2 separate regions of the Mus musculus genome follow, and region 1 is linked to region 2. Evidence: chromatin contacts called from public HiChIP or PLAC-seq data. All regions are on one chromosome and are shown on one strand. The core of a region is the stretch at or near the end of the contact, and the rest is flanking DNA. Distances in the headings are between cores, read along the strand shown. Region 1 has its middle 32 kb from the start of Sema7a. Region 2 overlaps Arid3b (AT rich interactive domain 3B (BRIGHT-like)).

The links. HiChIP or PLAC-seq counts read pairs in DNA pulled down with a chosen protein or histone mark.
Region 1: a contact with region 2 is called in an H3K27ac HiChIP or PLAC-seq map of double positive thymocytes, with 2.3 times the contacts expected there. The contact joins two enhancer-like sites. A contact is called at or near these places in 6 of 115 datasets of contacts at active chromatin or transcription factors (the 230-238 cell line, T-cell acute lymphoblastic leukemia, bone marrow-derived macrophages and 2 more) and 1 of 9 other capture datasets (liver).

What each region holds. Positions count from the first base shown.
Region 1 is chr9:57,970,446-57,973,831 of GRCm38.p6, reverse strand. No RefSeq gene overlaps it. Among named protein-coding and RNA genes, the nearest start is that of Sema7a, 32 kb to the right of the region's middle. Within about 2 kb of position 1,616, at least 144 of the 459 cell types and tissues checked have an H3K27ac peak or open chromatin away from gene starts, as enhancers often do. A contact at or near this core is called in T-cell acute lymphoblastic leukemia and double positive thymocytes, where this site is marked.
Region 2 is chr9:57,812,886-57,816,081 of GRCm38.p6, reverse strand. The region is part of intron 2 of Arid3b (AT rich interactive domain 3B (BRIGHT-like)); the gene reads left to right. Among named protein-coding and RNA genes, the nearest start is that of Arid3b, 22 kb to the left of the region's middle. Within about 2 kb of position 1,856, at least 36 of the 459 cell types and tissues checked have an H3K27ac peak or open chromatin away from gene starts, as enhancers often do. A contact at or near this core is called in T-cell acute lymphoblastic leukemia and double positive thymocytes, where this site is marked.

The sequences.
Region 1 (3,386 bases), core at 367-2,866, 160 kb before region 2:
GAGTAAACCTTCCCTTTAACAGTCTGCTGCTCTGTGCTGGGAGTTAGGAAGGCAGGACAGATCATGGACACCATGGGCCAGCCAGGCTTGGCCCTGCTTCTCCCAGGCCTCCCACCTCCAGGTTAGCTCTCCCTTATCCTTGGGAATCAAGATGGGTTGGCTGAGAGTCAGCCCTACCACCATCTAAACCCCAGAACTCCGTGCCTCAAGGGGGACCAAAAAAAAAAAAAAAGGCAGAACAGAGGGAGACAGAAGAGAAACCAGCTTGTGCAGACCCTGGGGACCTCTGTCACTCAGGCCTCGCCCACACACCAAACAAGAGCCTGGGAAAGTCTTCAGAGCTTGGATCTCTCCCAAAGGGCGATATCAATCTCTAGTATACATGGGCATGTGCACACACATGTGCATTCAAACATGTATACACACATGCATCACATGTAAATAGTGAGTGAGGTTGGGTAGTGGTTGAAAGCCGCAAAGACAGTGGGATGTGAAATAGTATTACCCTTGGGAAGCAACTTAGCATCCCCCCCTGAAAGTCAAACAAGGTTACCATATGATTGTGCAATCCCACTCCAGTTAAATGCACAAAGAATTAAAAACATGACCTCACGCAGGCTTCACCCGGATCTTCGTGCATCCTGATCCTGATTCACCACAGCCCTCAGCTCAGGTGTGCAGTGGCCGATGTTTAGACAACACAAATAGGACAGAGTTGTGAATGTGTCATCAGCCCTGAACAATGAGGAATGTTGATTTGTCCCTCAGCACAAACAGCACTGAAAGCATTAAGCTAAGAGAAAGAAACCAGACACAAAGGTCTCCTGGCATGTGACCCAGACAAATTCACGGAGACAGGAAGTAGAGTAAGGGGAGGTGGGAAAAGAAAGTAACAGGGTTTCTTATAAGTGAGGGAGTGTTCTGGAATCGATTAGTGACGAGTATCACACAGTACTGGAAATACATGAGAACCACAGATTGCTCACTTGCCACTGGTGAGTTTTTTGGGTTTGGTTTTTTTTATGTGGATTTCCTCTCAATGAAGAACGTGTGAAGGCCAACAGTCTCGCCACGAGCAAGCCTTTCTATTTGTGTCTGTCTGTAAAGCTGCTGCACTGATTAGCCTTTGCCCCGAGAAGCCCCCATACCTCAGCGATGTCCTGAGAGAAGGTGGGGAAAGCCATCCCCAGGGGAGCACTCTCTGGGGGCCACTCAGGGGGGTGTTCCCTTTGTCCACAGCTTCAAGAAAATGTCACACAAGAAAAGAACGCCAAAACCAGCTCCAGCCCCGGCGCTGTCCGGGTCCTGCTGGGACTGCAGTTTCCTATCCTCCTAAGTACCTCCTAAGGTCTTTCTGAGGCAGGATGTGGCCTGACAGAGCCCCGGGATGAGTGTTCCCTCCCAACAGTGCCTTTTGGCATGCATTGCTGGCCATGTGTGGACTAGCAGTTGGGTCTGGTCTGACCACAGTATCCCACTGGAGAAAGCCGTGGGCAGAGGTTTCCACTAAGTCAGTTCTGATTCAGTCTTATTCAGCCTCAAGGCACCCACAGAGGGGCTCCTAGCTCACAGATGTTTATGTGGAGTAATGGGACAGGATGTGGGTGCCCTCTGCCCCTTAGAACAGCTGCTCTGTGAACCACCATCCCGCCGCCCACCCTCCTGTGCGTGTTAGGAAAGTGCTTCACCACTGAGCTACACCTCAGTTCTTCCTGGGATGGTTTTGATGGGAACCAGCAACGGAAAAAGCTGTCATCCCCACCCTGCCCCAAGAGACATCCCAGCTAAGCCTCAAGGCACCCACAGAGGGTGCCAAGGGGCCAGATCCAGATCCCACCCAGTCATCTCTGGTCCGGAAAAAGTTAGAATGGCTAAGCACTTCGCCTCTCTAAGTACCATGTGTCTTGGGGCAGATGATCCCAGCCCCTTCCTCTGATGACCAAGTCTTAAGTCCTAACTGACTGTGTCCAGGAATCCCTGACCCTGGAGTCGGTTCTGCCTCAGGCCCCATCTTGGTGATCTTGCCAGAGAGTGGCTCTCCTCCATCTCTGCTGTATACGCTGTGTTAACCATGTGTCTAAGCAACGAGAGATGCTCGGTGGCGAGCTATGCAGTGTATAAATAAGAGTGATGGAGTCAGTCTAAAACCCCAGGTACCTCTAGAGCCATGAAGCTCTGGTAAACAGCTTCCCCTTCCTGGGTCTGAGTTCCTTTAACTGAGTATGGAGACAGCTGCAGCCTGTAACCTCAGGGGCTGAGGCAATGTGACTGCGAACAAAGGCTCCAGGTCAGTCCTGTTTCAAAATTTAAAAAGGACAGGAAGAAGAGGAAGAGGACCTAAGGATGTAACCCAGTAGTGGGGCCTATAGCATGTGTGAAGCCATAGGTTCAGTCTTTAGGAACACACACACACACACACACACACACACACACGCACACACACACACACAGGAGTTGGGGTGGGGTCAGCACCAATCTCCAAGAGCTTATGAAAACTCTCTAAGATAAGTCATATTTCTCTTTTAAAATGATTGGTACATACATTAATCGACTGTGTATGCTGAAGGGGCGCTTGCCTCAGCATTGCCTGTGAATGTCAGAAAGAGAACATTTGGTAGCCAGTTCTTTCCTTTCACCACGAGGGTTCTGGAGGATCGAACTCAGGGCGTCAGGTTGGCAGCAAGCACCTTTACCCACGGAGTCCTTCTTGTTATCTTTCCAGACAGTCCTAGGCAGGGAGGTGTGTGCTACTTGGTATATGTTCACCTCTATTATATTTAATAGCAGTTAACCTGAATATTCTGAAGTCAGACTGGTTGACTGATTAGTGTCCCTCTTTGGTGGGAGATAGAGGTGACATGTTTCAGAATGTTCTCTGGCTTCTGCTGGGTCAGCCCAGCCCTGGGAATAGGCCTGGAGGATTTTTTTTTTTTTTTTTTTTTTTTTTTGGTTTTTCGAGACAGGGTTTCTCTATGTAGCCCTGGCTGTCCTGGCACTCACTTTATAGACCAGGCTGGCCTCGAACTCAGAAATCTGCCTGCCTCTGCCTCCCCCCAACCCTCTGAGTGCTGGGATTAAAGGCGTGTGCCACCACGCCCGGCTGGCCTGGAGGATTTTAATCCTGTCTGGCAGAGAGAAGTGGCCCTTGCCTGGTGCCAGGCTTGGCTCTAACTGACCCTACAGGCCTCTTCCAGCACAGCCCATAAAAATCAGGTGCTCTGAGCAGGCCATGATGGTGTTAAGGGGGACTGGGAGGAGACAGGCTCAGTGTGCCTCCTGAGCCCAGACACAAGGACAGACCATGTCCCTAGTGTCTCTAAGGACTTCCTGTTTGCCCTCCCACCCTTACCCCCTCCACCCACCCCCACCCCCACCTCTGCTTCCGT
Region 2 (3,196 bases), core at 607-3,106:
GCTCAGAAGTTTGTATGTGAATGACTGGAACAGGAAAACGCCTGCAAAGTTCAAGACGGCCACAGCCCTGGCTCCCTTAGGTGTCTGCCTGTACATCCATACGTGTAGATTATTTTTCCAACAAAAGTAGCTTGTTAAAGCTATGCAGAATATTGGTTTCGTCTTCTTTTCATTTCAGAAATTGCCTGCTGCCTCCCCACTGCTCGCAGTTGAGAGTTTAAGTTTTCCTCCTGGTATTCTAGGCATCTCACAGCCTGTTTCCACTTTAAACATTAGGCATACTTACACCCTCCTGCCATTAGACATACTTACACCCTCCTGCCAAAACACGCCTTGTTTACCCCCACCCCATGCTCATTTGAACTATAAATCTCCCCTCAGCCCATATTCCTCCAGGCCACTCAAACTTCAGCCTTCTACCTCCCAAGCACTTGGTGTTTGGGTATTTTAGCCTTACTATATGTATGCATGACATCTTGTTTTTCTGACTCTTGGTGTGACCCGCTTGGTAGGGTGGGGACCACTTTTGTTTTAGAAAGCTTTTCCTCCGCAGCTTGCTTTACCTGGTGGGTTCTCCAGGACCTCTGGACTGAATGAAATTTATCATCGTAGTTTTGTTTCCCAAAAGAGAAAGCCACATGGTCCAGCCCACCTTGTGTGTGTGTGTGTGTGTGTGTGTGTGTGTGTGTTCTCCAGGACCTCTGGACTGAATTAAATTTATCATCGTAGTTTTGTTTCCCAAAAGAGAAAGCCACATGGTCCAGCCCACCTTGTGTGTGTGTGTGTGTCTGTGTGTGTGTGTGTGTGTGTGGTGGTGGTGGGGCTTGTGTGTGTGTGTGTGTGTGTGTGTGTGTGTGGTGGTGGTGGGGCTCCAGACCAGGAGATGTGTGTTTGTGTGTGTGTGTGTGTGTGTGTGGTGGTGGGGCTCCAGACCAGGAGATTCCAGATAGATAGTCGTCTGGAACCAGGCAGCTGCTTGCTTCCTAAGATGGATGGCTTTCTCCATTGCCAAGCAGAGGCAGTTCTAAGAAGGCCTTTATCCTAGAGCAGAGAAATTCCTGGCCAGTTCTGCCCAGCTGCTGCAGTGTTGCCGGCTGGAACTAAGAGCCTGGCTTCTCCTCCACGGGCAGCTTTTTAGATTTTCAAAGAATGATCTCTTCACTTCTCTGATTTGTTGATCTGTTGGGACTGAGAAATTAGAGGTTTGGTGTTTTAATTTTGAATAGCAGTCATTTAAGACTGACTTATTTTATTTTGAAACCTTTAAATGTACATGTAACATTCCTTGGGTCCCTTAAAACGTGTAATCTCTTCTCTCCTCTTCCTCCACTTCCCTTCCTCCTGATCTCCTTTCACCTGTGGGAAAGCGGTCATCGTAGAGTAGACAGTCTACTACTATTTTGGAGGTAGAGGTAATGGTTGCCCCTTTTGCTGTCCCTTGATAGGGCATGAAGGGCTCGTTTTCATTTGGCTGAAATACCCAGATGAAGCCAGTGAGAAGAAGCAGGAATAAAAGATTCTCTCATTAATGGACCACCCAGGCCACGGTTTGGCCATTCCGTAGACAGACTCTCTCTGCCTCTTTCTTTCTCTTCAGTGCATACTTAAGTCCCCTGTGCAGAACACATTATGCTGTTCTTTGCAATCCAGGAGGTAGGAGTTCGGCACCAAGCAAGCCAGGCAATACCAGTTAGGAGCTGTGAGACCTACAGCAAGTGGCCTTTCAGTTCTCTGACTCATGTTTTCTCCAACTCAAAGCATTTCATTTGTAGGATTAAGTAGGAAAGTCATCTAAGGTGCCATACACTCAGGCAGATGCTCCATGCAGATGCTGGCTTCCTGCCCCTTTCTCTCCTCCCAGTCTTCTTTCACTACCTTTTTGAAGGCAAAATAGTCTGGTTCCCCTGGGGGAAATGAGTTGAATGTGGGTATGGCAGCTAAAACTAGTCTTTCGGTGAGTATTTAGAGACAAACTGTCAGTTTCCTGTGAGCTCCTGGTGAGATCAAAGATGTTAAAAGGGATTTCTGAAGTAAAAGGAGGCTGAAGAGGCTGTAAATGGCAATAAGTAACCATTGGCTACTGTTGATAATCTACCCTTATTTCCCTTTAACCCCAGTCCTGGGCTCTGTAATCCTGCTGCCTGTGCCAGTGGCTTCAAAGCCTGTTCCCGGCAGGCAGTGACTCTTCTCCTTACAGACCAGACCCCTCGGAATCATAGAGGTTGAGATGTCTCTTGGCATGTGTTTGACCCATTCTCTGTCTGCTTCTATTTTCCATATCCCCCCCCCCCCCCCGCTACTGCAGTCTGTCAGCCACACTTGATGTCTAAGAAAAATTATTTTAGGGCTGGTAACTTTTTAGTTAATTACATCCACATCCTGATGGTAGGTCAAGAAAACCTGAATCGCATAAGTGAGCTATTTATAGCATTCATTTATAGCATCCAGTCAGAATTGTAAACAGTGAAGAGAGCTGTAATCAGCTCTTTCATTGTAGGCAGAAGGGGCGACAGAGGAGACAGTGAGTCCCAGGGAAACACCATGCCTCTCAACAGCTATCGGTGCTGTCTCTGTGCTGGGGGCTAAGGATGCCCTCAGGGTGCTCAAGATTTAAGATGATGAGGCACAGGTGACCAGAACATGAGGTGACAGCCCAGAAGGGAAACTAGCAGGCTTCATGAAGAAACAGTCATCCCAGCTGCACTGTGATGTGGGCAGGCAAGATGCGGGGTTAGTCTCACTATAGCTAAAACAAAACAAAACAAAACCAACCCTGTAAGGTTGAGTAAAGGGTAGCTGCCTCAAGATGAAATAATAATATGAGAGATTTCTGCATAGCCCCAACCAAATATTTTAAACTAAGAAATGGCCTGTTGCTGGGCACACTCTGTTAATCCTAGCACTTGGGAGACAGACGTAGACGGATCTCTGAGGGGGAGGCCAACCTGGTCTACAGAGCAAGTTCCAAGACAGTTAGGTTTACACAGAGAAACCCTATCTTGAACCTTCCCCCCAAAATGAGGGGCTATCCTTGCCTTGGAACAGGAGGAAGACTCCATACATCACATACATCCAGACACCCTTTTTGCCTTGCATTTAAGTTAATAATAATAAATTTCAGTGTCTCATTTCTGTCCCGTGGCCACTGTGCTCTGTGGTCACTGGGTTAGAGATGTTTCTGGCTAAAAACCTGTCA